Regions from separate parts of the Mus musculus genome. Here regions 1, 2, 3, 4, 5 and 7 are each linked to region 6. The links are chromatin contacts, called in public HiCAR-type, HiChIP or PLAC-seq and promoter capture Hi-C maps. All regions are on one chromosome and are shown on one strand. Each heading gives the region's core, a stretch centred on a gene start, on an enhancer-like site or on the middle of the called end of the contact. The rest is flanking DNA. Distances are from core to core; before and after follow the strand shown.

Region 1 (4,227 bases), core at 523-3,022, 2.8 Mb before region 6:
GGGTCCCAGATCTGTGCTAGCAGATGCTAATAATACTACTTTGAAGGAGTTCAGAAGATGAACGGTAGATTTCAGATTACAACCGGTCTGGAGTGGCTCAGCAAAGAAAGGCCCTCCCCACCAAACCTGATGACCTGACTTGAGTCTTCCCCAAGGCCACACTTAAGTCTCCCTTGCTTGATGACTGGTTTCCCTAAAGCCTTTACTGGGCTCTCTGTGTGCTATTGAGTTTGACTTAACCTGGATTTTAAAGCCCAGGACCCATGCCTGCTGCCTAAGGAAGTACTTAGCTTCTTTACACTGAAATATTCTCAGCCTCATTGATTGCTTTTAATCTAAACCTCTTTTAAGGTTTGTTCTGCTCATGTGCTTTGTCTATCTAAAGAGTCTATTTCCCAGTCAGCATTTTAAGGGCAAAATTTATATTTCTGTTTGCTGCTATATTTATAAAGTATCTTCCTTAATATATTATCAAAATGAGTCATTTGGAATAAATCTCCCCACCCCCAAGGAATTAATCCGATATGAAGCACCGTAGCTCTTGGACACTGTGTAGTGCCATACACGTAGCACATCCTACAACATGATTTTACCCTGCCGTTCAGAAAGAGCGTGCACGATCAAGTCAGTTACACGACCCCTCAGTGTCTTAAGATCAAAGAAAGACTACTGTTTTCATCAGTGTTTGTCCACGTATGCCTGGTTTTGAGATGCCTGGTGTGTTGAATGCATACAGATGTCATCTTGCAGATGCCTGGTGTGTTGAATGCATACAGATGCAATCTTGCTGATTTCGTGATAAAGTTCTGGGTGTAGCTCAATGTCAGAGTGCTTGCCCAACACGTGAGTTCCCATGGCCTACCGTCAGCCCAGATCTAACCGCACAAGCAGTGTGAGCTCACTAAATGCTCGGTCTTTAGTCATAAGGAACTCTAGCTTCTACATCTGTAAAATGTAATGACAGTGCCTTCCTTGCTGAATTGCTGAGAGAATTAAATTATATAATCCCTCTGAAATGTGGACCATACCATCTGGTGCTTAGTCAGTTCTGGCCACAGCCATTACTCACTGAAGTAAGGTGGTTTCCAGACTTAACACACCACAGAGAACACAAGCTCCAGAAGTTTTACATGTCCGTTTTGGGGTATTTTTGTTAGCTTTTCAAACTATATATACCTGCTATTTTATGCCAAATTTTGATTATAAAATAGTAGGTTCTTTTCACAGTTACGTAGAGGTAGATTGGCTAATTCCTAAGCATTCCATTGCTCCTGATTTCTTGGCATCTAGCAACTTGAAGCTAGAACAAAGCGTCCCTTCTGGGACGTTCTCTTTATTCCATGGTGTAGGATACCCATTGCAAGATGAATCCTGAAAGCCTCTTTCTAAATCTCTAGGACTGATCAGAGCTAACTACCAGGTAGGAAATGTCACAAAATTAAAATGAGTGTGTGGCATCTTCCTGAGGATGAGTCTAAAACAGGCGCATGAAAATGATAAGGTGCCCTGTGTGCCGATTTACTACCTAGGACTCTCCCCAGATGGCACGGTGGAAACCCTGTAGATTTATAGCTTCACTACACCATGTCCTGAACACGAAGGCAAACCACACCGGAGGGACTCCATTTCAACCACAGAGAAACTGTAACAAGCCCCAAACCACCAGACTGAGTAAGTAGTAGATCCCGGAATAGAGTTGAGAAGGCTCTGATGCTCCTCACAGACCACAGGCTGCTGCTTCTGAGCATAATGACAGAGCATCTGCCGCCGCTATTCCCCAGAATATGACACACCAGGGCATTGTCCAACGACGTGCAGTTTTGGGTTTCTGAAGGAAGGCTCCTTGGAAACAAGAAAGTTGGAAAGTAGCCATCACGGCCGTCGGGTGGCTGCTGCCCGAGACCTGTGTTTGGGGCACTTAGTTGCTACCACAAAGTTTACTTCTCCGCTGACATTTTCAAAAGTGACAGTTTGTAATTATGGAAATGCTTCTTTTCAGTTCTTTATAACATTTTTGTAATTTCATGGAGGGCTTCCTTGGGATATGAAAAGTGAAAAACTTGTAAGTGCAGCTGTATTGTTCATCATTTGTCTGCACTCTCCCAGTTTCCTCTCAGCCTTTCCTCCTTTGTGCCCTCAGTAGATTCTACAGCACCAAACAACCGCTCTGGAGTCTGAGTTTGAAAATCTAATCAGTTGGCTTTACTTTGTCAGGCATACTTCTGTCAGTACTATGTCATCTGACAAAATTTGCTTGTATTTATATGTATTTCTCCGTTTATTAACTGGTAAAGAGCTTTTATTATTTGGATTATTTTCTTTGTGAAGAACAACCTTTGAAGTTCCTTCAGTCGCTTCATGTAAACTGTCTTGTTTTAGCCTTATTCCTGAAGAGTAGTTTTCAAATTTCTCTTAGACTTTGAGGGCATTATCTCACATTTAATAGCTTCTTTTTTTTTGGTTTTTCGAGACAGGGTTTCTCTGTGTAGCCCTGGCTGTCCTGGAACTCACTCTATAGACCAGGCTGGCCTCGAACTCAGAAGTCCACCTGCCTCTGCCTCCCAAGTGCTGGGATTAAAGGCTAATAGATTCTTTTGCTACCATTAAATATTTTTGAAACTCTTGAATATCGAGTACTTATTGTTAGTCATTGCACTAAACACACTTATCATTTCAGACAACCCACATAACAAGTATGTGAGAGATGTGGACAATATTCTCATCTTTCTTGGTGGGAAAACACAGGCACAGAAAACTTGAAGATACATAGTATATTCATCTGTATAGATGCCAAGATTTCAGTGTGGGAGCTCTGACTCCATAGGCTGTGGCCCAGAAACATTATAATAGCCAGATTATAGAAAGAACAAAGGTGTAACCAGTCATACTCAATATTAAAGTTATTTGAGAGCAGTATTGGTGAAAGCAAGGATGCATTTTTTATGCATACACATAGTAGCACATTAATCATTACTATCTAGTTGTCATGTTTACGCCTTATACTTATATCTGTCCATATCTATAAGATGAAAATCATGGTGGTAGTCCATTGTGTGGTTGTGAAAACTAATTGTATGCGTTATGTCTTACGAAGTGGCAAAACATATTTGCTGTTGTTAGTAGTGTAGCGAAACAGAAAAACAAGAGCTGACTCTTCTGTATCACATGGTGTATCAGATGATGGAGTACTAAATAAATGGTACTAATATAGTTGGGCAAATAATGTAGAAAATAGATACTTTCATCATTAAAACTGTATGGTCTAAATCCATGATGCTGTTAGAAGAAAGTTTGGATTATAAATTAATACTCATGCAAAGGCTATCATAGGCATGTTATCCAAAGGTGAGTCCATATGTAAAAACTTCAAGTAATCTTATTAAAACCCTGAAATTTCTGTGGTAAGATCAATAGAAACATTATTCTAGTTTCATTTGTGTTGCTGTGATGAAACAAAACAAAACAAAACAAAACACAAAACTCTTTACCAAAATCAGCCTGGGAGAGGGAAGGGTTTATTTGGCTCCCAGTTCCAGGTCATGGCCCATCATTGAGAGAAGTCAAGACAGGATTCAAGGCAGGCCTACTTGCTATTCTACACAGCATTACCTCTGACCAAGGAACTTATTTCTCAGCCAGAGAAATACAAAAGGAACCATTGAGGATGCTGGCTGCTGGCTCACAAAGCAGCTTATACCAAGCTAGCTTTTGTATACAGTTCACACCGACTGCCTTGAACTTCTTCTGCCCACAGTGAGCTGGGCTGTCCTACATCATTTAACAGTCAAGACGGTCCCCCACAGACATGCTCACAGGCCACTAATAAAAGCAATTCCTCTATTGAGACTCTTCTCTCAGATGGTCTTAGACTATGTCAGGGTAACAGTTAAAGCTGTCCAGGACAAACACCATCTAAGAGATCAGTGGCATAGTATAGAAGATTAGGAAAGCCATTTGCAGAGTCTATGATAGCCAGTACTGTCCTGAAAATATAAAGACCTTTTATTAAAATAATACATGAAAGGACAACAACAAAAATGAATCAAAGAACATAACTGTTTTCTAAAAAGAATTAAAGGATGACCAGGGTATAGAAAGATTCAAAGAAATAGAAAACAATGCTAAGTTTCATTAATAACTGAAAATGAGACAAAATCTTCCAGTCTCCTCCTACAGCAGCCATTGAAGAGCAGCAGACAGATCTTTGTGACATCTCTTAGCCAGGGT
Region 2 (4,290 bases), core at 1,459-3,958, 2.9 Mb before region 6:
AAGAAAGAGACTTGCTAATTGCTGAAATACACTCTATTCTTTTCCACAGTTTAGATGATGTGATTATCTATATCTTTTCTTGCATATTGACTACCCTTTCAAGCTAATGTTCATGTGCTGGTAACCCTATCTGAAGGTTAGTATATGGTCTGTATATTCAGTACACGAGGTCAAACCAAGAAGCTCACTCATGTTTAAAACAAGTGCTTTCCCAAGGAGCCACATCTCTAGCCTCTATTTCAACATGCCTTTTGTTTTTCAAGATTTATTTTCTGCATATAAGTGTTTATCTGTGTGTGTGTGTGTGTGTGTGTGTGTGTGTGTGTGTGTGTGTGTGTGCACTCCAGTGTCTGAGGAAGCCAAAAGAGGGCGTCAGATCCCCTGGAGCTAGATGTACAGGTAGTTGTAAGCCATACCGCTTGGGCCTTGGGACCTGGACTTGGGTCCTCTGCAGCAGAGCATCAAGTGTTTTTAACTGCTGAACTCTTTAGCACCTCCCCCCCCCCTTTTTTTTGTTTTGTTTTGTTTTGTTTTTTTTTTGTTTTTCGAGACAGGATTTCTCTGTGTAGCCCTGGTTGTCCTGGAACTCACTTTGTAGACCAGGCTGGCCTTGAACTCAGAGAACTCAGAAATCTGACTGCCTCTGCCTCCCGACTGCTGGGATTTAAGGCGTGCTCCACCACTGCCCCCTTTTAACATTCTTTACATTATCAATCATTTACAGGGTGGCATTGAAACCCCAGTTTCTTACAAGGTAATGAAAGCAAAGGAGGTTGATTGTTTTTAATCTATATACTTGTTTTTCTGTGTTCTTGGCAATAAAATCTAATTCTACAAATGATTAAAAAGACTGAAAAGTTTGTGCTCTAGTCAATATTTGGGAAATAGGTTCTTTTTAGACTTTTTTTTGGAAGTGTGTATGACTATACAAAATAGCTCCTTGGGCTGCTCACCATCCAAGATGACTGGCGCTGTCAGAGAACAAGTAAACAGACAAGGAAAAGGAAGCAGCTTTACAGGTCCTGGAGTTCCTGAAATGTTGGCTTGGAGGGAGAGGTCACATGCTCCTTGGGCTTGTTCTATATTGGCGATCCTTGCTATAGACCTTAAGTCCCACAGCAATGGACAAGCAACATCTCTAAATTTAAGTCATAAAAGCTTCATTCTACTAAAACTGTTGGAATTGGTTTCTCCTGGAAATTTGTATCTTCCAGGTCTGCTGTTAAACTGTTTTTGACTCACACAAAGCATTATAATTGCAATGCGCCTCATCTAATTTAGGAGAGGGAGTTTTGTAAAGTATACCCCTTTCTCAGATGTTATGAGGTAAATTATTTATGGGTTGTAAAACTCACAATGAAAGGTGTCATGTTAAGTACAAGAAATGTTTTTGAAGAACTGTGCAATGCTAATATAATGCTTTCTATAAAATAACTGAGTCTAGATAATTTAAAAGCCAGGCCAAAGAAACTTCTGAATTCAAGCATAGCCTAAAAGCTATCGTTGTACTGGTAGAGTAAAGTAAAATAATTAGAAAACATTTCACAGGTATCTAGGCAATATATAACCCCATAACCATTCCTCAGTGTTTAGGCGAATACCATAGAATCTGGCCATGCGATTACACTAAAAAGAAAAGGCTTTGGTGTCTGAAGGCTGCTTGATTGTTCTGTTCTGTTTTAATCAGACATCCCTGAGTGGCATGGGACTTACTTCTCCAGTCCTTTAATCTTTAAGTAGAAATATCAATAATGCAACCACAGGGTTTGAATACTGGAAGACCTTTTATTCTCACCCTCTTTCCTCAAAGAAGAAACCATATAGTCTTGCAAAAATGAACATCTTGGTTTCCAGAACGCTCAGGGGAGTCCTTCTTAAGCTCAATAGGTCTGATCACTGGACCCGTGTACTCTTAACACCTCTTCTCTTATCGCGTTCAAAAGAAATTCCCCTCCTATGCTATTCAGATACAGGCGGGGAGTCGCCCTCTCGCCCAGTGCCATCGAGGCCTGGACTTTCTGGGTCAAAGTTGATCCCCCTCCTGCATCAGGCCCCGGGGGCATGGCTGGCACCCAGGACGTTGGGGTTAGGGGAGGACAGTGGACGAGCCGAGGAAGCGAGGCGGCCCGCCCCTCACCCGTCGGGGCCCAGGTCTCTCGCTTGGCGTTCACCAGCCTGGCCGGAGCCCCGCCCCCGCCCCCTCGCACGGCGGCTCGGCCGATGCCGCCGTGACTCAGCGCTTCTCGCGGGCCGCCCGGCCGCGGCGGCGGCGGCTAGGCGCGGGCTCCTCCCGCCTCGCCACCCCCTCTCGCCACCCACGCCCGCCCCCGGCCGCGGGGCCTTCCGTCGCACGGCCGCCGCCCGCCGCACTCCGCGTCCGCCCCGCCACCGTGCCAGCCATGGAGCCCCGAGCCCCCCGCCGCCGACACACCCACCAGCGCGGCTACCTGCTGACGCGGGACCCGCATCTCAACAAGGTGAGCCCCGCGGCCCCGAGAGCCGCCCTGTGCCCGCAGCCGGCCGCTGGGCCGCGGGGACCTGCGTGCCACCGAGGGGACCGTCCCACCCGGGAGGCCACTGCGGAGCCGGCGCCCTCGCCTCTCAGCATCCCGATGCTGGACCCCGGGGAGCGATGTAACTTGTGGTCCGCTCTTCTTTGTCTGCCCCTTTCCCATCCCGGGAAGGGCAGTGTGGACCAGTGTGGGAATCGAGCGTTTTCCGTGAGGGTGGCAGGCGGGCGGCCAGCTCAGCCGCGACGTGCCTTCCCGGTCCAGGTGACTGGACTGGCAATGACCGGAGGCTGCTGTGGAGACAAGTGGTCCTACCGGTCCTGCCTTGAACAGAGATGGCCTCTGAGTGCCTGGGATCCCATCCACAAGATGTGGGGGCTCCAGGGCCTCTTGGCTTCTGGGATGACATTGGTTGTATGGTGTGGGTGGTTTCTTGTTGAACCCTACGTGCATGCCTAGGTGGGAAAACTTACATGATACGGCGGTACAGTCATTTATTTTATTTATTCATTTATTTTCCTTTCTAAATTCTGACTTTTGGAAAGTTATTATTTTTTTTTAAACCAGTCCTCTTTTTTTCTTTTCTTATTACAAGGAAATTCAATGTATGCCCCAGATCAGAGTTCCCTTTTCTCATGCTGTGATATCTCTCCTCCCACCCTATACCCAAGATCTCCCCTAAATGAGAACATTTTAGAAATGATCAGTTTGCTTTTGTAAGTAACTAGGTCTTATTTTATAGTGTGGGTGGTTGTTAGAATGGTGTGTGTGTGTGTGTGTGTGTGTGTGTGTGCGTGCGTGCACGCACGTACGCACATATGTGCATGCACGTGTGTGCATATCTGATTTCCTATTTCTTCAGTATGTGGAGAGTGACATGAGTGTCAGCATGGAGGCCTGTTAAGTCTTTTAGGGTATCACTTTAGTGAACCTCCTTTTTCGTTAAGAAGTGTACCTCAGCATTTCTCTCTAGTCATGTTATGGGTGACTTGTGCTCATTATTAATAACTTAAACACGTGTGATTATTTTGCGCATTATAGCTAGTTTGAGTTTGTAATTTTTTTATGACTCTTTTTTTTTTTTTTTTTTTTTTGGTTTTTCGAGACAGGGTTTCTCTGTGTAGCCCTGGCTGTCCTGGAACTCACTCTGTAGACCAAGCTGGCCTCGAACTCAGAAATCCGCCTGCCTCTGCCTCCCGAGTGCTGGGATTAAAGGCGTGCGCCACCACGCCCGGCGAGTTTGTAATTTTTTTGTAGTGACTTCTACAAATCTTTATTTGATTATTTATAGCTATGTAGTGTAAACATTTTAAGTTTCCTACTTATTTTTCCTTCAAAATCAATGTAATTGCTAGTTTGAATTTTTTTTCTTCCTATTTTATTATCCTGTAGGTCGAGGACTATTTTCACTAGAACAAAGGTAAACTTTGGTGTGACAAAGCCACTTGTGGCTCTCACGTGTTACCTGCCTGTCCTGACTTATGACGAAATCATGGGTCGCCTTGACAAGATCACACGAGTAGCAGAACCTGTTTGATTTTCTTAAGTCAAGGTTGAAATGTTTGTTAAGAGTGGGTAGACAGGCCAGCCCATCCCATCCCATAGCAAAGGCATACTTTACTGGGTTTGGAGTCTCCTGCTAACCTGTAACAGTTGATACCCACTGTAGAAACGATACTGTCACAAAGATCTTACACCAAAGGTAGAAAAGTACAGTCTTAATGTGTGCACACATTTTACCTGCAGTGTATCAAGTTGGATTACAAATCTGGGTCATCTT
Region 3 (4,143 bases), core at 867-3,366, 2.7 Mb before region 6:
CGAGATAAGCACTGAGAGCTTGGTTAAGCAGCAGCTGCTGTTGTCTGTCAAGCTCAGGTGACCGTCCAAACAGCTGCAGAGCCACGTATGGGTAGTTGTGAGGCATGGTTACTTGCAAATCAATGGTCACCTTAAAATAAAAACGACATAGATTTAAATACTGAGAAATCACACGAGCTAGTTTATCATGGCAACTGCACGATTACGATAGGAACAGTCATGGAGACTCTCAAGGGCCTGCCTGCCACTGAACAACGTATGCAGTCAGCTTTCCTAACCACCGCCGACCAGCGACGTGTGCTGGGTGTCCTGTGCTGGAACAGGAAGTGATGAAGTCAGACAAGATTCCTGCCTCAGACCGGAGCTTCCTGAGGGAGACCATGCTCACACATAGCAAGAATTTCATTTCAATTTGAGAGGCAGAATCTACTGTGGGAGAAGTTCAAGGTTCCACTGAAGTGTGTAATTAAGGAGATAAAATGGTCTGAGGGAAGGACAACTGAAGGCTTCGTAGGGGAGAGCGAAAACATTCTTCTAAATGTCCAGTCCACATGGTACCTGCTCTGCTAATGTTCCTAGGACTAAAGGGTCCAGAGCAAGGAGGTAAGTTTATATTTAACATTTAGGTTTTGTATGTGTAGTTACTATGCACATTCAGTGTCATTGAAAACCGATGAAATCCTAAACACTCATTAACTTCATTAAAGTCTGTCTGAATTTATGGACCATCTCATGTTTGGTACATTTTCCTTCCAAACGCATCCTGGGATTTGAAATTGTCTATTTGTTACCTGGACAGGAAGCTCATGCTTTGGGTTTTCCAGTTAACAAGTGGATACCTGGGGCTATGCCATTAAGAGCACTGGCTGCTCTTCCAGAGGATCAGGGTCCAATTCTAGGTTCCCACATGCAGTTCTGGCCTCCAGGGGGCACTGCATGCACATGATGAACAGACATACATGAGGGGGAAACACGCATACACATTAAAAGCAAAACACGATAGGCACCCAGAAACACTTAGGACCAATGAAAGCACCCACCTTGGGCTCCTCAATTTGGAGCGTGATGACAAATTCGATGTTGGGTGGGAGCGCCTCCCTGGTGCCTTCCAGATACCTCTTTATGTTTGTTAGGGCGTTTACATCTTCGAGTTTTACTTCTCCTTGATTAGGAAACATAGAAAACAGCATTTCCATCTCCAGCAGCTGAAGCTGAAGGCTTTCTTTTACTGACCCTGACATGTCTCCAAATCAGCCGGCTTGGAAACCTGGAAAAGGCCCAGAAATAATGGGGTTGTAAATGACGACTGGTGTCCAGGAAATTTTCCCAAGGTCCCTTTTCTAAGAGGCAGTCCCGCTGTTTGTAGAGAGCTACGGGCACGCATCCATACACTTTAGATTTCTCTCCTAGCCCCCCCCCCCCAATCTAGTACGCACAACATCCTTTAAAATGCTCCCTCAAACCCCAGAATCCTTGTCTCTCCTTCCCACCCTTGCCGGCCATTCTGGAGTCTGCGCTTTCAACAGGTGCTCGGGTGACAGATTTCGTGGCCGGTGGTTGCAAACACCTGTATTCCTGGTCAGCCTCAATCCCGGGAAAACCAGGGACCGGCCCGGGAATCCCACTTGGATCTCAAGCCTGCGCAGCTAGGAAGGATGCCTGCAGTGCGGAGGGGAGGGCTCTAGGTCATCCCCGCCGCCAGCCCCCATCCGCAGGCCCCCTCGGAGGACAGCCTCCCCGGACCGCAGTGGGGTGCAGCATCTCGCGCAGGTGCATAGGGACGCCACCGCAGAGCCAGGGGCTGGGAGGAGGGGTCTCAGCCATTTCCACTTAATAAAGTGACGCCTAGGGCTAAGCGGGTGAAGACCCGCGGGGATGACGCTGACCTCGCCTGGCAGGGGCTGGGCTGGGAGGTGATCTCGGTGGTCGGAGGGACGTCAACGCTCCCGTTCTTTAGGGACCCGGGACCCTGAGGCCCAGGCTGAAAGGCGCAGCTGTCCACCCCGGGAGCTAACCTTCGGCCCGCCTTAGCCGCCTTAGCCTCACCCTTTCAGATCACTCAAGCCAAGCAGCCCCGAACCCGCTCCGAACCGCAGCCGCAGTTCCGCGGGCGCGAGCAGCGCGCGGACGGCTGGGGGGCGGGGCTTGGCGCATAGGGCGGGGCCACAGACACCAACCCGCCGCGATTGGTCGGGGCGGGGCTTGGTGGTGCAGGGGCGGGTTCAGCGGCCCTTCCGGGCTGTGATTGGTGTGGGCGGGGCGTCGGGCCGGAAGCAAAGCTGGGCCACGTCTGCGAGGTCTGAGAGAGTTGGTTTGGTGCGCACTGCGCGGCCGCGTCTCGCCTGTGGAGAGAACGTTCTTGCTCCAGATCTAGGTGAGCGGGCGTGGAGAATGCCGGGCCGCTGTGGGTGGGGGTTCATCGGCAGCTGAGGCTGGGGCATGACTGCCGGACCTACCTATCCAACGCTGCGCGCGGCCCAGGTGCCTGAGGTCCTCGCGCTGTAGTGCGCGGAGCCGCGAGTCAATCAGTAGCTCGGAGCAGGATGCATCCCCAAGGGTGGCAGTTTGAATGAAAGAAGCAAACACTGTTAGGGCTTTTAATAAACATTGCCATACCTAATCGAAATTAGTTCGAGAACTCCAAATGCATTAAAGGGTGGAAGCATGCCGTTGTTCTATGACTGTGATTTTCCTTTGAGAGTTCTGAATTTCGTAGGAGTGGTTGACGCCCCTATGAATAATAGGGATACATTACCAACGGGTCATTTTTTTTTTTTTTTACAAAATTATATTCGTCCTTGTGGACAAAAGTTTGATAACTAAAGTAGCTTGGGAATGATCTATTTTACTAACCGGAGAAAAGCAAACATTTCCCCACACTTCTGGTAGTGTTGTGTATAGAAGCAAGGAAGGACAATAAAGCGAGGAGGTGTGGCTGTTAGCGGAGGGACAGCACCCCCTCTCTGGGCAAACTAGGATAGAGCTGACCCAGGAAGTACAGTTTGTGGCTCTGCAAATACACCGCTGGCCGAAGTGGAAAACCCGAGTTGAATGAATTGGAGGTATCCCACACTCACTTGTTTTTAAATGACAGGTTGGAAGTAGCATGGTAGATGTTAGTTGTTTTTGATGTTACTTTAGAAGGCTGCCATGCCTGTCTTTATGGAGATTGGTGAGGCTTCTGTGAGATGGCCTAGCTGATGGGGGTGGGGGTGGGGTTGGGTCTCAGACCAGAGGAAATGACTGTCCATTGTTTTTCTTTTGGGACTGTTTCTTTCTAGCTTGAGAGGAACAGCAAAAGAGCCACACGGATTCCAGGTTTCTGACCTTCAGCCTCAGCCTTTCACTGGCCGCACACCAGACTTTATATGATTAACCGAGGCCCACACCGGGAGTTGACCCTTCTGTAACATAAAATGATGGTGTGATGGCATTACTTTAGGACAGTTCATCCTGAAGACAGAGTGGAATAGGAGTGGACAGTGGCTGGTGTCTCTCCCGAGTCTGTCCTGGAGGGTATGGTTTAGGCAGGGGCTTCTGGGTAATTTTAACTCCAGGGTCTCCTTTTCTCTTCCCTGCCTTCCCAAAAGTGGTTCTCTGGAGAGGGTCCCATTGAAACAAATGTGCTACATTGAGTTGGCAGTTTACCAAGCAGTACTTGAAAGCTTTCCCTTCTTTTATTTCTTACTCTTGTAGGCATGGATCTGGAGGCTGTGTGTAAGCGCTCGGCACTCCATGCCAAGCCCCAGGGGCTCATTCTTCAGTATGGGACTGCTGGATTTCGGACCAATGCCCAGCATCTCGATCATATCATGTTTCGAATGGGATTGCTAGCTGTCCTGCGGTCAAAGCAAACAAGATCTACCATTGGAGTCATGGTTACGGCCTCACATAACCCTGAGGTAACAAGGTGCTGTCTTTATTTACAAGACTAAGCTATAGTGTCTAAGAATCTTGAACTGAAGTCCACACACTTTTTTTTTTTTTGGATTTTCGAGACAGGGTTTCTCTGTATAGCCCTGGCTGTCCTGGAACTCACTCTGTAGACCAGGCTGGTCTCGAACTCAGAAATCTGCCTGCCTCTGCCTCCCAAGTGCTGGGATTAAAGGCGGGCGCACACATTCTTTCCCTCCCTCCCTCCCT
Region 4 (4,156 bases), core at 1,474-3,973, 2.0 Mb before region 6:
TTCCGTTGAATGTTATCTGTGCTACACCTTGAACTGAACTAATCCAAGTCCATGCTGCGACTTGAGAGAGAGGAAAAAAAAAAAAAAACAATCCCTCCGCAGGCATCGAGGAGTACCGAAAGGAATAGGGAAAATAAACATGTGCAGTTGTTCATGTCCTTACATTAACAGAACACACCGGGATTTTACATAACAAGGATCAAAGTCAATAGTGTCTACGGTGAAGTGTGGAAGTGGAGCAAGCCTAGTAAAGGGGAAAAAAAAACCCTTAAGTCTACACCTCATGCAGAGTCCTCCTTGACGGGTCCGGTTTCTCAGACATCCGAGTTGGAACTAAGATTTGTTAATCTGGGGTCCGCATTGATTTCGTATCTGTAATGATACCCTTCCATGTGATCCCTGCAGGCATCTCTGATGTTATGCATCCACTTTTTTATGCCTTTACGGTTCAAATACAAAACGAGGAGGAAAATAGCGCCTATCAGAGCTAAAACAATACCTAGGAAGACATAGGAAGTCTGCAGGGATTGGGGAAGGACAGCGTCACAGTCCAGGTCAGAGCTGTTGAGGTCTAAGAGGCCACGATTCCTCATTTTCTCCGGGAATGCGCAGGTAAGCCTGGCTTTATCTGGCACCACCTCTGTCTCTTTAAGCCAAGCCACCATGTCAGCCATGTAGCAGTCGCAAACCCAGGGATTGTTGTCCAGGAACACCTTGACATGAGCCAGGCCGTGCCACTCAGCCAAGGTGGAGTTGTGAAGGACCTTGAGGGCATTGTCCTCCAAGTGGAGGCTTTCGAGGTGTGTCAGGTTGCGGAAGGATGCGTAGGTCAGGCTCACCAGGGAATTGTTCCTGAGGTCCAGGTATCTGAGACTCGGCAGTTGGGCTAGTAAGTCCCGAGGCAGGAAAAGAAAGTGATTGCTGGCTAGCTCCAGGCGTGTAAGACCTCGGAGTGCAAGGCCTGAGCGCAGAGCTGCTGCCACCATGCCTTCGAAGGCCACCATACCCTCGAAGCTCCCGTTCTGCCTCTGATCCTCAGGGGGCACGATGTGATTCAGGATCAGCTCCTCCAGGGGGCTGGGGGCCGAGACGCTGGCGTTGCTGCCCGCAAAGGCGAAGGCGCTGAGGTTGGTGAGAGGGTTGTGGCTGAGGTCAAGCCGGCGCAGACCCGGCAGATGCTCGAAGGCACCTGCACACACTTCCTTCAGGTGGTTGCCGCTGAGGTTGAGCGCCTCCAGGTCGGCGAGCGGCGGCTGGCGGGCGAAGGCGCCCGCCGGGAGCACGGTCATCTGGTTGCCGGTAAGGAAAAGGTTGCGCACGTAAGGCGGTAGATCCGCCGGCACCTCCAGCAGGTTGCGGTTCACGCACTTAACCGTGCGCGCCGCCTCGGAGCACTCGCACGCCGCGGGGCATCTCTCGGCTGGCGGAGGCTGCGCAGACCCCGAGGCCAGGAAGGCTGCCGGGGAGGTGGAAGACGAGGGTACCGAAGAGCTGGGGGCCGACGCGGAGACCCAACCCAGCAGCACTAGCGCCAGCCTTGCCAACCTCAGCCGTCCGTCCCCGGCGGAGGGGCCCCGGGAGCCCGCCCCAGGCATCGCGGCTCGCGGTTCCCCGGAGCTGGGACAGCGCCCGCTCCGAAGACTCGACCGCCTGGGCCCGGCGGGCGCGAGCCGGCCGCAAGCGTCGACGGCAAACTTTCCTCGCGTGGGAGCAGAGGAGGGGACGCCAAAAGCTGGAACTTGGCTAACCCCGAGCCACCGGGCGTCCCCCTCCCGGAGCGGCACCCCGCCCTTCCCTCCAGTGAGTACGCACGGCGGGTCGGGACACGGGCCTTGGCGCTCCTCCTCCCGCCGCAGCTGGGGTGGGTGGCACCTCCTCAACTCCTTTGTTGGCGCCTCTCTCAGGGCAGGATCGGATGAGCGACCTGGGACAAGCGGGAGAGAAGCGTGAGGAGGAGTGACGGCCGCAGCTCCCCGAGTACGAACCAAGTAGTCCCCACACTAGCAACCCGGCCCAAGCTTCTGTGTGCGTCCTTCCTCCCTAGTGGGACGCGGTCCCCACTCCCAGGCGCTAAGCCTACCTCTTCCGGGCCCACACCATCAGGACCCGGGCCACCTCCCGCCTGGCTCCTGCCCGGATTGCCCTCCTCCCGCCTAGAACTTCACGCAGACCCCGCGGTGTCCAGCGAGCAAACTTCTCCTTTTTCCGGATCCCAGCTCCTACCGCCCCGGCCGACCACCTGCCTTCCGGGGTCCCCGCCCCCGCCGCTCCTCCCCCTCCCACCTTGGGATGAGAGCGAAGTTTCGGGTTACGGGACTCTTAAGAGCTTTTTTTTTTTTTTGGTACCTCCTTGGATTAGTGTGAAAAGGGGAGCAGAGCCGTACAGCTGTCGCCTACTCTCGACTCCCCAGTTCCTGGCCACCCAGCTCCCCGATCCCGAGAGGATCCAGACATCTCCAGAAAAACGGAGGGAACCCGCCAACAAAGCGGCCGTGGGACCGTGGGCGGTGTGGCAGCCAGGACCCCCCCCCCCCCGGCTCTCTTCACGCCCTAGTATAGAAAGGAACCCTGGTCCCGCCTCCAGGCTCCAAACCTGGCCGCTCGGTCCCCACTGCTCACCTCCGCACCCCGCGCCTGCAAAGCCAACTCCGAGGGCCACCCGAGTCCACGCGCCTTCCCAGCTCCTGCTGCGGGCGCCGACTCTCCTCTCAACCCCAGCCCCTGGCCCAACCTCCACGGCTGGGAAAAACCAAGCCGGGGGGCGGGGGAGGGCCAGGGCTGCAGGAGAGATCGCCGCCGCGCTGGCCACCTCTGCTGCCCCAGGTAGGGGCTTCAGGGAGGGATACGAGGGGCAACCTAGGCTGGGCGACTCCCCTAGGCGGAGATAAATGAGCAACGCATCCCGAGAAGGTGAGGGATTCCCCTTCTGTTCCCCCTCCCCGGCATCCTTTGGTGGTTCCGTATTTTGCATAGCGTATTTACCTCGGACAGAAACAAAACCGCTGGTGGACCTCTTGGAATTCACGCTGCTTCTGGCACCGCTGGCAGTGAGGAGAGGGATTTAAGCGTGAGCAAAGCAGCAGTAGAAGAAGGAGCTGCACAGGTTACATCCGCCGCGGCAAACGCCTGGGTTGTGAGGGAGATTCAGAAAGTCTCCTCTCTCGTGGCTCGGTTTGGCTGGCAACTTCAGTTTATGAGGTAGTTAGTTAATGCCTTCCTACCTGTGCCGCCCCCGCACGTCTAGGGTAGTTATCAAACTTGTAAAGACAGTCAACTTTAAAGTGGGGGAGGGTTACTGGAAAGGACACTCATTCTTGATTCATTATGGGTGGTTTTTTCCCCCCTCCTCTCAAAATTAAAACCAGAGGGAAGAAAATTGCAGCTAAAACACCCCAGAAACAAAAGCAAATTGCAAAGACGTGAGTCACCCGGAAAGCTCCCTACACCAGATGCGGTGCGTTGTGTCAGCACAAGTCACTTACGCAGGGAGCGCTCGCGGCGGGAGGTGGGCGGGCTGACCTGGGAAAGAAGTTTGTCCCAAAGTCTGTCTCCCAGGGGGCGCTGGCAGGCGCCGGATGATGGATTAGGGAAACGACTGGAATGCTTATAGGACCAATGTCATTAAGTCTGGAGAGAGTTGGAGTCCCGAACGCCCTCTCATTGCTCTCTCAAAAAGTCTTATCTGCTTTTCCTCAGTCAAATTTTCCCCAAGTTAAAAGGTGTGGGTGATTACAGACTATTTCATTTTAGAGAGAGAAACGATAGGAGAGATAAGGCTGGGAAAAAGAAGACCCAGTATAATAAAAGTATCAAGTTAAGGAAGCCGGGGATTGTTCCCCACAACATGCATCATGACTGTGGCGGTCCAATTCTGAGTCTATGGCTGTTTCTTTCTGTGGAAAGATAGTCCACAGAAACACCAGCCAAAATGGCCCAGGAAAAAAAGCTGCAGAGCCTGGAGACTGCAGAGATTTGTGCAAAAAGACAGTTTCATTAATTTGCATCTTCAGCACATTTATCTAAATCCCTTTCTCTTATTTTTAAAAGTGTTTTGCAGTATAAATGTGAAAAGCTTTGAGGGGAAAAAAAAACCGACTCAGAAGCTGAAGTCATATGTATGGCAATCATGACGATGGTTATGTAAACCCATACACGT
Region 5 (3,883 bases), core at 930-3,429, 2.9 Mb before region 6:
TTCTGTTTCTCATCACAATAAAAACTAAAGCCTCCCTTTCTTTTCTTTTTTTTCCTGCTATTTCTGCAGGATACGTACATCTCAATTTATAAAATGTTTCGCTGTGTGTAAATCAAATTGAGGTGAATGGAACTAAGGTAACCCCAAGGGTGATCCTTCATTTGCTGGCATATGAGGTGCACCGTACATGACTCTTGACTACGCTTTATTTTTTTTTTAAGTTGGATCTTCAGCAAAGAATAGTTAATAAATGCATTATCTTTGGTAGTCACAGTGTATTTCGCTAATCACATATCAGTTTACCTGTAGGGAAATGTAAAATTATAAAATAATGATTTGTAAACTAAGTTGATGTTGGTCTTTCCTAATGTTCCCAATTCAGATTTCCCATCTGTCGTGTCTAAGGTGAAGGAGCTCCAGCATTCCAGAATTCCTGAGTCCGGTGCTTCTATTTAAAATGGATTTGTTGGATATTTGAGAATTGGGCACAGAAAGAAAGGCAGTCTATTCAGTAGAGAAAGTTGACCCACAGTAGCAGCTTCACGTGTGATGAGCCAAGCACATACTGAGGGCTCTCATATTTTAAAATATCTGCAAAAAAAGTGGAAAAGAAATGTACATAGAACTGTCTCACATGAGAGTCTTCTCTAAAATGAAATCCCATGCACCGTTTGATTGGCACTTTCTAGCCTGGCTCTTATTTGGCTAGGATTTTAACATTTTCTCTGCTAAATCATAAACCAGATCTTAAACACAATTCTCCAGTCAGCAAGTTATGACTTTTATAATTCTCTGTACAAATGAACTTGGCGGCGGGGAGGGGGGGATGTCAGAAGCCAGAAAAATTAATAAAGACAGGGAAGAAGAGACTTGATATACCAGACAACATCTTTCTGCATGTGTGTGCACGCCTTGGTTCTTGTGAGTAAATGGAACCCCATGGAAGTCAGAAGACAACCTTGAGTGTGGTCATATGCCAGGCTAACCCCCTAGAAGCTTTCACAGAGTCTCCTATGTTCTCTCCCCATCTGCTATAGGGCACTGGGATTTCAGATGTATTCTATCTCCTCTGGTTTTCTGTGGGTTCTGGGGATCCAAACTCAGGTCTTCATGTGTGTGAGGAAAGCCTTCTATTTGCTGAACCATCTCCTCAGCCCTGAAGAGCGACTTTCCAAATTGAAGATGGTATGGAAGTCAGATCAATCAGGCTTGGGAGTTGCTGCAACTTTCCAAAAATTCTTATTATTATAAAAGGTCTCAAGATCTCACACACCCATACACAGACACAGACACACACACACACAGAAAGACACAGACATATATACACACACGTACACACACATGCATATTTACACATATACTAACACACACTTACATACAGTCAGACACACATACACACACACCAACACACAGATGAGGCAAGAGAAATATTTAATCTCCATGTGCCCTTCACTCAGCTTTGGTAATTCTCAATACTTGGTTATTTTTTCAATCCACTCACCCCTGGCTGGTCCTTTAAAGCAAGCCCAAGATCTCCACTTCATCTCACCTCCTCGTCCCACGGGTCTTCCACTGTTCATTTCGCTACCCAGGCAGAAGGGAGAGGAGAGAGGGCAGGGCGACAGAGAGAGAATGAGGCAGACAGAGGCAGAAAGTACTTCGGCAGCAACTTAGGGAAGAGACAAACCTCTTTCCAGGAAAAGTTTTTACACCTTTTCCAGTGACATCTGTTAATAATCACAAAAATAAAGAGGGTCCCCTCTGGTACTGTTTAAGCAGAAAGCATTCCATTTGTATTCCAATGCAAACATCACTCACTCCTCGGATGTTAACCTTGCAGTGGCCGTTACTCATTCAGAATGGAAGAAGGGTGGTTGATCTCTAAAAAACAGCCAGCCTGTGATCCCTTCTTTAGTGCTTTTCTGTGTTCCTCCTGTGGGTCCTGCCTTGTTCAGGAGTGGTCCAGCCTCTAGGGTGCCCTCCTGTGCAGTGAGTTCATCCTTACCTGAGATGCTTACTGTATCCTCCCGTCCCAGGGGCGCTGCCCAGCAAGGATCCGGGTGGATGCAGACACTGGCTACGGAAGGTGCCAGGAGCCTAGTGGGCAGCAGAGTGCAGGGTCCTCTCAGCGGAGCTTCCCCGAGTCCGGGACCAGGCGAGAGTGGGGCTGCTGCACTGAGTGGCTGGAGATGGGAGGGGAAGGGGCGATGACGCTGACTTAGAGGGGAGGGGTGGGCGGATCCTGCTTACACACCACTGCATCCCTGCTGCACACCGATGGTTAAGAGCTAGAAAAAAACTCTAAATGGGTTCGCAAGAATGTAGGCACCCAGGGCGTGTTTTAACCAATGTTTTAAAAACAAAGCAGCAAAAACAAGAGGAGGAGGAGCGGCCAGCATGCCTAAACCAACTTAATCAGTATTAGCACGAAGGGAGTAAAGGTTATGGTTACCTCCAACCCAAGAGTCTCCATCTAAGGCCAAAGGCAGAGGTGAGGAGCCTACGCTGGGACACTGGGACACCCAGGGAGCAACTTGTGCAGCCTCCTGTGATTCACTTCTGTAGCTTTATTTTGAGCCAAGTTTGGCATACTCCCACTCCGGTCTCCACAGAATTCCCATCACACTCTTTCTGTTCCTTTCTTCTCTCCTCGGGATGGGGCACTCCTTTGGGATGGAGATTGTATGAGGAAAGCATTGTCAGCATTCCTTCTAGGCTCTGCCCTACAGTTACCTGGCAACAGCTAGGTATGACTGACTCAGTAAAAAAAAAAGGGGGGGGCTATTTGCCCCCTCCTTACTTATCCTCTTGCTCTCTTCCCTCTCTGTACCCTTCTCTCAACATTCCCCTCCCACCTCTCTCTCTCTCTCCACGTGTTCATGGCTGGCTTCTCTCCTCCCTTCCACTCCCCTCCCCACCCCTCCCCTCCCCACCCCTCCCCTCCCCACCCCTCCCCTCCCCTCCTCTCTTCTCCTCTCCTTGCCCCCCTTCTCTCTTTCTGTCTCTACTCCCTCCTAAACTCCCTTCCCCCTGCCCAAAATAAACTCTACTCCATACTATATCACACATATACTATATATGTGACTGGTCTCTCAGGGGGAAAGGATGCCTCAGTATAGACCCACAGAGGCACCCCCTTCCACCTCACCATACCTCACTCTACCAAACATATCCTGGTTCTTTCTTTCTTTCCTTTTTATAAAACACAACAAGCTTTACTTTTTCAGCTTTTACTGGGAAGCAGGTCTGGAGCAAAGAAAAGAAACCCCGAGTCCTGTATTTGGAATGTAGTCCAGTGTATGGGGCATTCACGTAAGCATGCCCAAGACTTAAGGTTTCATCCTCAGAGCCTGTGCTCACAACTGCCCCCTGACTAACCTCCATAGCCCCCCAACACAGAGAGAGAGGGGGGGAGGGGGAGAGGGAGAGGGAGAGGAAAATAAAATAAACTACCTCTGTCAGTTCTGACCTTCATAGCACCAAAGAATCAAATAAGTTCACAGGCCTAGTCTATCATGGAACAACTGGTTCTTTGTACTATATTCATTGATTGGTTGGTTGGTTGGTTGGTGGGTTGGTTGGTTATATGAGGAGCACATGTTTGCCATGGTACATGGGTGGAGGCCAGAAGACAACTTGTAGAGAGAGGTTATCTGTTTCATTCTGCAGTGTGGATCTGGGAGACTAGACTCGGGTCTTCAGTCCTGATAATGTGTTTTATGTGTTGAGCATTATCATAGCAACCCACAGCACATGGTTCCTTTATTACTGTTATTTCACTTATTTATTGTCGGGTGTGTATGTTACGTGACTGCCAAGAGGTATGGATGAAGGTCAGAGGATGGTTTCTAGGGATCATGTAGGTCCTAGAGATGGAACTCTG
Region 6 (4,320 bases), core at 988-3,487:
GATGGGAGACACACCCCCATCTCAGGAGGTAACTTTCTCAAACAAGTTTATCAGGGAAGGCCATGAAGAGACGTTTACAAAGACCAGAGAGGTGAAAATGAACACCTATTTGGGACTCACAGACCTGTAGCCAGAACAGAGGTAAGACAGCTACAAGACTAATAGGCAGATACTTCACTTCAGTGTTCCGTGTTAAGATTAAATATAACTTCAGAGGACTGGAGAGGGGTCTCAGCAGTGTGGGGCACTTTTATGCTCTTGCAGAGGACCCAGGTTCCATTCTCAGCGCCTACATGATGGCTCACAACCATCCATAGCTCCAGTTCCAGGGGAATTCCTGTGCTCTCTTCTGACCTCCAAGGAGAGCAAGCATGAAAGTGGTACATATATAAACACACAGAGATAAAACATTCACACGCAAAATAAAAAGAATACGTGAGTACAAGAAATTAACTTCAGGAAGATTGGTGAGGCTTCCTCAGTTTGTGGCAAAAACAGTCAAAACCAAAAACCCTGTGTGTGTGTGTGTGTGTGTGTGTGTGTGTGTGTGTGTGTGTGTGTACGCGCGCGCTCACAGCAGCAGGCAAAGTAGCCAACAAAGGTAGCAGGCAGTAACAAAAGAGTTGAGAGAACTACCTGTGAGCACACTCAAGAAGGATTCTTTTTTGTTGTTTTGAGCTTTTGAGATAGGGTCTTACTATGTTTTCCACACTGGCTACAAACTTGAGAGCTTTCTGCCTCAGATTCCCAAGTTTGGTGTATCTATCTGCCTGCCTGTTTCCCTCCAGCAAAAAACACTTGTAATGTTTCCAAACAAAAGAAGTTAAAGTATGAAGTACAATTTAACGGATAACCATCACTTACTGAGAAAAACAGAAACAACTTCATTAGGCCACACAAGGTGGTTAACACTGCTCACCTTCAACTCGGAGGCTCTCAACGGTTTTTTTTTTTTTTTTTTTAGGTTTTTGTTTGCTTTTTTAAGCAAAGAAAAAACTCACCCGTGTGATCGGCACAGATTTTAGACAAGCTTAGCTCATCAGTACAGTCTTCATTTATCTTATTTTTAATATCTCTCATTTTGCTCATGATGGAATCAATCGTCACACTGCTGCCAATTAACTCTTCAGCCTCCATTTCTAAATTGTAACTCGTCTTTGGAATAAATAAGATAGAACATTAGTTTTGTAAACATATCTATCTAAATGTAACTGTTATGAGGTAAGTGTTAGTGGCAACTAAATCAAACCAGAGCAACAAAACCCACAAGGACATAGCTTGTAATTTACCAGAACAAAGTTTCAACGAACCAAAAACATCTATTCTTCCCAGTATGAAACAGCATTGAGGTTACACTGTGTGAACCTGGAAGATAATGCTCTCATGACGCTTTTGTGTTTTGAGTAAGGGTGTTAAGTAGCCTAGGATGGCCTTGCTCTCTCTGATTCTGCAGCTTATCTCCTTACATCTCCCAAGCACTAGCTGTACATAGATACACCACCACGTCCAGCTGACGCCTTTGAAAACTTCATTTCACTGAATGTCTTTCTTTCACCTACGGAACGTAAGGAATCCGTTTGGTAATGACAATAAGTTGTCCCTTTGGTCGCCTACCCTGCCAGAGTAAATATTGACATTGCGCGCATTCTGCATCCTTCTACAGATAAGCGACTTTCAGAAGTTTGTCCCAGACAAAGCCCTGATTTGTGCTTTTATCCTTCTAATGCAAGCATCGAGGTACTTGTCACAGTACTGGAGCCCAGGCGCTCCGGTTATCTGCATGAATGTGTTGGTTAATAGCCCACAGTCTGCAGGCTTTCTGTCACTCTGTCTGCCATTCTCCACAACGCAGTAACTAAAGCTCAGAGCCACCGCGGAGTGTTAACAATAAAAATGGGCCCAAAGGAGGGGAGCAAGGGGTTCCCCACCTCCTCCCAGCTCACAGCCACCCACGGGGGCAGGTCTTGAGAGTTACACAATCAGTCCTGACCCGCACGGCGCACCCGCTTCTGGGCCCTGCTCCCCCACCAGCAGCCCAGGACCTACAGGCCGTACCCGCCCGCCTGGCCGGGGGCTCAAGCGCCAGCTCGCTCGCCGCCACCCTCGTCACCCAGCAGCCTCCCGCCGGCCGCAGCCTCTCTGCCATGCCCGCTCTGATGCACCCACCTCTGAAAGCCAAGCTGCAGCCCAAACAGCAGCACCCCAACCCCTCTCCGGAAACACGTTTGAAATTTCCCCGCTGCCTTCCCCGCTACCTCTCATTGGTTACGGCTCGCCACGTGGAAGCGTGGGCCGTGATTGGCTCCTTGCGTCGCACCGCCCCTCCTGCGTTGAGGCCGGACCCACCCACTTCAAGCGGCCCGGGGAGTTACCCGCAGCTGCCGACGCGCTCGCCGTGCTGACCTGCGCCTGTACGGTCAGGGGTCAGGGTCTTTTTCTTTGGTGCTCTCCCGCTGGACCTTGCACTACCCTCCAGGGAGCCCTGGCCTCGCCTTCAACCCAAGACCCGCCCTTCTCTTTGTTAGAATTCTGGTCCCCTCCCTGTCGGGACATCCTGGCTGAGCTCCTTTCTCCGAACCATTCCCCCCCCCCGCCCCCATCCCCGTGATGCTGTCTCAGTTATGAGCTCAGCTGCTCTTAGGAGAAACGCTTCTCTAGGCTTTCTCAATGGTACCCAGCTCCCCTAGCAGACTGTGTGGTCCAGGGGAACGGTTTCATGGGCGAGAAATGGCGCAGATGCTGTGTTTTTGCTCTGGTTTACTCTTGATAGTTTTGCTTTGTGTAAGAAGCTACAGCAGTAGCCAGATCTCTCATCTTCATTCAGTAAGTGATGCCCTCTGTCACAAATTGCTGATACCCAAATCTGTGGATATTCCAAGTCTTTAAATAAAGAGGCATTGTACACACAACCTATGCTCTATTCCTGTATACATTTATTTTCTTTTGGTGGGGGAGGGGAGCTAGTTTGTTTTTGTTTTCGAGGCAGAATCTCACTGTGTGTGTATTCACTGCTGCCACAGAACTGACTCCCTTTGCAGAACAGGCTGGGGTTAAAGGCATGTGATTTAAATCTCCCAGCGTCCTGAATACTTTAAAATTTATCGTCTATGCATCATTTGTAATACCCAGTTGAATACAGAAGTGATACAAATAGATGTTATATAGTGTTACTTAAGAAATATTGACAAGTTGTTCAATAGAGACACAGGAAAAACATATTTTTTTCTCATCTACAGTTGAGTAAATCCATGAATGTAGAACCTATAGACACAGAAGGTTTAATGCAAAGTTAGTCTTTAAAGTATTTTTGGTCAAGCATAAAAGCTGAAAAGCAAACCTTAAAAAGATCAGACTATCTTCATGAAATTTAACTGTAGACTAGAACACAGCTCAGTAATATTTATAGAAATACAAGAAAACTCAACAGGGTTGTCGTTACACTCTTATGTAATTGAAAAAAAAATCACCAGACTTTGAAAACAAGAAAATGTAACTATTAAGGGGGAGGGGGAATAAGGGATCAATTAAAACAGACCAGAAATGACACAGATGACATATTTGGCTAATTAGGACATTAAAATAGTAATGTGTGCTGTATTTTATGCACTCCAAAAACTTAAGAGAGAATTCTATAAACATGTTAAAGAGAAATTCAGAGTGTGTGAGAAAAAGCAAAATAGATGTATGGAAATGAAATGTGCAAGGTATGCAATAGAAAGTACATTATGTGGGGTTAGAAGATAATTTGCTGGGAAAAGAAAAAAAATCACTAGGCTTGAAAGCACAATTTAAAAACTGTATGAAGGGCTGGAGAGATGGTTCAGCAGCTAAGAGCACTTCTTGCTTTTGCAGAAGCCCCACATCAGGTGCTCACCATCGCTGGTGACTCCAGCTCCAACGGGAATCTGGTGCATCTGAGATACCCACACTCAGGTGCATTTACCACAGATGCACACACACAAACACAACTACAAATAATAAAAAGAAGTCTTTATTTTAGAATACATAAAATTAAACACAGGGAGATAAAAGTGAACAAAAGCAGTGGCAGACTGTGAAACAAGGTGGTCTAATATACATACAACTGGAATTCCTAGAAGAAATGAGGGGAAACTGGAAAAAAGTGGGCAGTCTGTTCAACTGTGATCAAAACTAAAAACCAACAACAACAGACTGAACGACATGGAGAATCCCTCCACAATTTATGATTGTATTATAGGAACGTAATTAAGTTGTTTAAAACTGGTTATGAAGAGAAAGGTCTTCAAAACAGCTGAAGGATAAAAGACAGTTAGTTACACATAGGAAGACAACCATGAA
Region 7 (4,174 bases), core at 468-2,967, 2.6 Mb before region 6:
GGGAAGGAGGTGTGGCTTGGTGGTAGAGTGTTTGCCTTGTATTGGAAATACCTCAGGTTTGATCTCCAAACAAACAAAAGTTAAGGTTGGTTAAATCTAGTGTGTTGCCACATGATTTGACATGGAACACTGTTTAAGGGAAGTAAACTATTGCTTTAGTACAGTCTTGATGGGAAATAGCAATTTTGAAAATCATGAGCTCTTCAAATCCCTGAGGCTGTTCATGTGCCAGGCCCAAGGTTTCATTCCTTCCCAGCACCCCAAGAAAAAAAGTTTACAGTGGGAGCACAGGCTTGTGGTAGAATCTAACTAAGCATGCACAAGGAATCGCAGTACCACTAAAACAAAACAACAAAACTAGACACCAGAATACAGACAGTAACTGAGGGGTAGAGAGATCATACCCAGTTAGCAGCAAAAACAGAGCTTTGAACCTTAGCCCTCAAGCCCCAGGCTACAGTTGTTTCTACTATTGGAATTACAAAGTAGGGCTCTTCACAACAGATGGGAAAGCAATTAAATTTAACCTTTGGGTCATGGTGTCACATTTTTGGTCTATGTTTCCTTCAGTTTTAAAAATTCTTTATTAAAAATTGGGTCCCCAAAAGGGGGTTGCTTTTAGCAGTTCTGAGGAATGACAAAGTTTAATTAGAAGTAACCATTACAACAAGGAATTCAGACTACCTGGGCTATAATTTCTGTCAGCTCAACGAACCAAGGGATTGATAATCCTGTGACTTACTTAGCACATAGCCTAGCACATAGCGACGCCATGCTAATACGAATACAACTAACCTCAAAGTGGCAAGACCTTAACACCTACATATGGGGCTATCATCTCCAGAATGAAAAGTTTTGACCCTATAGTTGCGAGCTACTAAATGAGGTTGACTCCTGTATTTTTCCGATCAAAAAAAAAAAAAAAAAAAAAAGAGAAGAAAAAAAAATGTGTTTGTTGACTACAATCTCTAAATCTGAGTTTTCTTCAACTCCACAGAACTCCGAGATAATATAAGAATTAACAAGACACAATTTGCTTGGGGAGGAGAAAGTACAGTTGCGTGCTATTCCCTCCTCAACAGGATGAGGGTGAGGTTAAGTACAGCGATGGGGCAACTTTCAAAGCCTTGGAAATCAAAGGTGAGGACTGTTAACAACTTCCGTGTGCTAGCTCGGCTTCCTCTTGGTGAACTTGGCTCTGCTTCCCAACCCTCTGCACCGGCACATCGGCGGGCCTCGGTGTCGCCTCGATCCTAAAAGGGACCCACCGGGCTGGCGAGGCAACGGGGTGCCGGGAAGCCTCCAACAAAGGCGCCGGGCACCCGCGCCCAGGTGACACCACCCCTCAGCCCCGTGCCGGCTCTGCCCGCCGAAGGCCACGGGCGGACAGGCCCCGGGTCCCACCGCTCGCCCCGGGCAGGTCAGGGCCCGTTTCCCTCCACCCAGAGGCGGGCTCAGGTGGGGGCCGGGCGGTGACACCCCGACGCCACCACCGCAGGCCAAGCCCGGAGACGCTCGCCCGAACCGTGCCGCGTCTCGCCGCGCGACCGCGCCGGGGGCGGGGACGCTGTTACCTGCCGCGGGCTCTGCTGCTCCCCGCTGGCGCCGCTCTCTTGGCAACCGCGGCAGCCGCACGAAGGCCGCCAGCCCAGGGCCTAGTGACAGCTACCAGCGTGCACCGCGCGCGCCCACGCCGGCGTCGACGTCGGCGGCCTCCGTCCCCGCCCCCGTCCCCGTCCGCTGCTCGGCGGCCACGGCTAGCCGGCGCCACAGCGCCCTCGTGCGGGCGACCGGAGAGACGGCGGAGGGAAGGCGGGAAAGGTGTGAGCAAGGAGCCAGCGAACCATCATTTTGATGGAATGGGGGAATTGAAAACAGTTTTGAAGTATTATTTAAGTACGATCATCTGGATCCACCAGCACTTTATGCGCGTCATTTCAGGCACAGTTTGTGTGAAACCGAGAGCCAGTTTAGCACTTTTTTTTGTATCTAGCCGTCTTTCAAACGCGTATTCGAAAGGGTTGTTGTCTTTACAAGTGTTTTTGCGTGTTCTAGTTTTAAACCATATATGAGGAGCACGCTAATCTGAGGACGCTGTGTATTTTGCTAGGTGTCAATATTAAGTATTGCCAAAATTTAAGTAATATTCTGTGTTAAAAGTATAAGAGAACAATTGTCCTTCAAATAAATGAGTTGCCACCAAATAGTAGTTACCTTTGCTTTTTTTCAAAAATTATTTACTTATATTTTATATGGGAGTGCCACAGGTATGTGTGTGCATGCATGGAGCCCAGAAAAAGAGGTCAGATGCTCTGAAGTTGCAAGCAATTATGAGTGCTATAAACCTAGCTTCCCAGTCCTGTGAAACAGCAACCAAGTGCTCTTAACCACAAAGCCAACCCTCCATCCCAAAGCTTTTACTTTTTAAAGCTATTATTCCCTCTTATGATCTCAAATTGTTGGAATGAAACAGGAATTTATATAGCAACATGATAAACTTTAAAACACCTCAAAGGTTGATATTAGAAAAGTTATCTGAAATCACATTTTCAGTATACTTAAGACCAGTTTTTGTTTTGAGACAGTCTTGCCACATAGCTCTAGACGGCCCTGTACTCACATAGCCCAAACTGACCTTGAACTTTCAGCAATCCTGCCTCAGTCTCCTAAATGCTGGGGTTGCAGATATACGCCATCCTCTTTGGATTAAACCTATTTAGAAATGCTTCCAGTTTGTTCAATGTCAGATAATTATAACTATGAAATTATGAAATGGAACATCAATAAACAGGATTTCAGTCCTGGCTAGTTTTATGTCAACTTGACACAAGATAGAGTCTTCTGAAAGGAGGGAACCTCAATTGAGAAAATGCTTCCATAAGACCTAACTGTAACTCGTTTTTTAAAATAGTGATTGACCTAGGAGGGCCTAGCCTATGTTGGGTGGTGCTATCCCTGCCTGGGTCGGTGATCCTCGGTTCTATGGGGAAGCAGGTTCAGTGAAACCATGGGAGCAAGCCAGTAAACTCACCCTCCCATAGCTTCTGCATCAGCTCCCCCTCTCGGTTTCTGCCCTGTTTGGGTTCCTGTCCTGACATCCCTCAATGATGAACAGTGGTATAGAAGTGTAAGCTGAACACATGCTTTCCTCCCCAAATGCCTTTGGTACTGTTGCTTCATCACAGCAAAAGCAACCTTAACTAAGACAATCCCCATTATACAAGCTATGTTTTAAATAACAGCTTTCCATTCTTAAAAGGTGTCCAACTGAAATCCTATGGCCTGATATATTTGTTTATACCACACTAGATCTTTTACTGCATCAAACTTTCGAAATGTATCTTGTAGGAGCAATTAAGTTATGACTTCTTTTATTTCTGCAGTATAGTGGGAATGTATATCAGAAATTACTCATTTCCTTTTAGCTTCTCAAAAGTTACATGAATGGTCAGTCAAGATACAAGTCCACCAGTCTTTTAGTGGTTACACTGGTTTTTGCAACTGTTTCAGTCTTGGAAGTACCATATCTAGCGCGAAATGTAATGGCCAATCAATTGTGGATATTTTTGGATACATCATACGGAAGCTAATAAACTGTTCTAGTTCAAATAAAGGAGACTCCGATAAAGTGGGCTTTGGGGCTCTGGACCTATGGGAAGTACCACCTGTACAGCTTCTGCTCCATTATCTACCTCATCCTACTCAACTATCCAGAGAAGAGCTTCCCCTGGCCCAAACTGAGCTTTCTGTTCATTTCAGGGAAAGAAATGCTCGTAGTCATAGTCAAGCCCATCCAACATCCTTCCAGTGGAGGTCAGCTCTGCTCTCTGGGTCGCACCTGTCCTACTAGAGCGGCCACTGGGGCAAGGTCGGCGCCTCGGCAGTGCGCTCTCTTCCCGGTAGGTGGCGCTCTAGCCGACAGACGGCCGCCGCCGGATCCCTTCGCGCTACCTTGGCCTGGGAGCCAGCCGCCTGCTACGGCCGCACGTGCTCCCACCCTGTCCGGGTTCTAGTAACTGTGGGCTCGGTCCCGCGTGGGTCCCTGAGTCGGCCATGGCGGTGGCTGCGGCGGAAACGCGCGTGTTCCTGGAAGTGCGGAGACGGCTGCAGAGTGCGCTGCTAATCCTGGGGTAAGGGAGGGAGCACCGGTGCGCGGGACCGCGTGCATGGGCCA

The links. Promoter capture Hi-C pulls out the DNA fragments that hold promoters and counts their contacts. HiCAR-type assays count read pairs that join an accessible place to other places. HiChIP or PLAC-seq counts read pairs in DNA pulled down with a chosen protein or histone mark. Capture Hi-C pulls out chosen DNA fragments and counts their contacts.
Region 1: a promoter capture Hi-C map of hippocampal neurons shows a contact between it and region 6, with 4 times the contacts expected there. The contact joins the enhancer-like site here to the promoter of Ttk in region 6. A contact is called at or near these places in 4 of 39 promoter capture datasets (the 3T3-L1 cell line, the C10 cell line, hippocampal neurons and 1 more), 1 of 115 datasets of contacts at active chromatin or transcription factors (astrocytes) and 1 of 9 other capture datasets (liver).
Region 2: a promoter capture Hi-C map of adipose tissue shows a contact between it and region 6, with 4 times the contacts expected there. The contact joins the promoter of A330041J22Rik here to the promoter of Ttk in region 6. A contact is called at or near these places in 2 of 39 promoter capture datasets (cranial neural crest and liver), 1 of 115 datasets of contacts at active chromatin or transcription factors (astrocytes) and 1 of 9 other capture datasets (adipose tissue).
Region 3: a promoter capture Hi-C map of adipose tissue shows a contact between it and region 6, with 8 times the contacts expected there. The contact joins the promoter of Rwdd2a here to the promoter of Ttk in region 6. A contact is called at or near these places in 3 of 39 promoter capture datasets (erythroid cells, neutrophils and pre-B cells), 1 of 484 Hi-C or Micro-C datasets (CD4 T cells), 3 of 115 datasets of contacts at active chromatin or transcription factors (astrocytes, large pre-B cells and pro-B cells) and 2 of 9 other capture datasets (adipose tissue and liver).
Region 4: a contact with region 6 is called in an H3K4me3 HiChIP or PLAC-seq map of embryonic forebrain, with 5 times the contacts expected there. The contact joins the promoter of Tpbg here to the promoter of Ttk in region 6. A contact is called at or near these places in 2 of 39 promoter capture datasets (cranial neural crest and hippocampal neurons) and 4 of 115 datasets of contacts at active chromatin or transcription factors (astrocytes, embryonic forebrain, embryonic stem cells and 1 more).
Region 5: a contact with region 6 is called in a HiCAR-type map of astrocytes, with 8 times the contacts expected there. The contact joins the promoter of Prss35 here to the promoter of Ttk in region 6. A contact is called at or near these places in 1 of 39 promoter capture datasets (cranial neural crest) and 1 of 115 datasets of contacts at active chromatin or transcription factors (astrocytes).
Region 7: a contact with region 6 is called in a promoter capture Hi-C map of pre-B cells. The contact joins the promoter of Dop1a here to the promoter of Ttk in region 6. A contact is called at or near these places in 16 of 39 promoter capture datasets (the 3T3-L1 cell line, the C10 cell line, the HPC-7 cell line and 12 more), 2 of 484 Hi-C or Micro-C datasets (CD4 T cells and regulatory T cells), 6 of 115 datasets of contacts at active chromatin or transcription factors (astrocytes, embryonic forebrain, forebrain and 3 more) and 2 of 9 other capture datasets (adipose tissue and liver).

Annotation. Positions count from the first base shown.
Region 1 is chr9:86,621,731-86,625,957 of GRCm38.p6, reverse strand. All of the region lies in intron 6 of Me1 (malic enzyme 1, NADP(+)-dependent, cytosolic), which reads left to right. Among named protein-coding and RNA genes, the nearest start is that of Rwdd2a, 52 kb to the right of the region's middle. Within about 2 kb of position 1,772, at least 73 of the 459 cell types and tissues checked have an H3K27ac peak or open chromatin away from gene starts, as enhancers often do. A contact at or near this core is called in hippocampal neurons, where this site is marked.
Region 2 is chr9:86,693,860-86,698,149 of GRCm38.p6, reverse strand. A330041J22Rik (RIKEN cDNA A330041J22 gene) reads right to left here and starts at 2,708. Exons shown (of 3, transcript NR_045835.1): 1 at 2,448-2,708. It overlaps Me1 (malic enzyme 1, NADP(+)-dependent, cytosolic), which reads left to right and starts at 2,236. Exons shown (of 14, transcript NM_008615.2): 1 at 2,236-2,477. The coding sequence starts at 2,400.
Region 3 is chr9:86,569,961-86,574,103 of GRCm38.p6, reverse strand. Rwdd2a (RWD domain containing 2A) reads right to left here and starts at 2,116. Exons shown (of 3, transcript NM_001145969.1): 1 at 2,047-2,116; 2 at 1,041-1,267; 3 at 1-130. The coding sequence starts at 1,241. It overlaps Pgm3 (phosphoglucomutase 3), which reads left to right and starts at 2,262. Exons shown (of 13, transcript NM_028352.4): 1 at 2,262-2,374; 2 at 3,697-3,902. The coding sequence starts at 3,699.
Region 4 is chr9:85,841,419-85,845,574 of GRCm38.p6, reverse strand. It overlaps Tpbg (trophoblast glycoprotein), which reads right to left and starts at 2,723. Exons shown (of 2, transcript NM_001164792.1): 1 at 2,620-2,723; 2 at 1-1,924. The coding sequence starts at 1,595. The coding sequence ends at 315. LOC115487186 (a long non-coding RNA gene) reads left to right here and starts at 1,895. Exons shown (of 2, transcript XR_003948199.1): 1 at 1,895-1,977; 2 at 2,360-4,156.
Region 5 is chr9:86,741,929-86,745,811 of GRCm38.p6, reverse strand. It overlaps Prss35 (protease, serine 35), which reads right to left and starts at 2,179. Exons shown (of 2, transcript NM_178738.3): 1 at 2,006-2,179.
Region 6 is chr9:83,832,606-83,836,925 of GRCm38.p6, reverse strand. Ttk (Ttk protein kinase) reads right to left here and starts at 2,237. Exons shown (of 22, transcript NM_009445.2): 1 at 2,167-2,237; 2 at 1,002-1,155. The coding sequence starts at 1,137.
Region 7 is chr9:86,464,697-86,468,870 of GRCm38.p6, reverse strand. Dop1a (DOP1 leucine zipper like protein A) reads right to left here and starts at 1,717. Exons shown (of 39, transcript NM_177208.3): 1 at 1,575-1,717. Ube2cbp (ubiquitin-conjugating enzyme E2C binding protein) reads left to right here and starts at 3,955. Exons shown (of 10, transcript NM_027394.2): 1 at 3,955-4,130. The coding sequence starts at 4,054.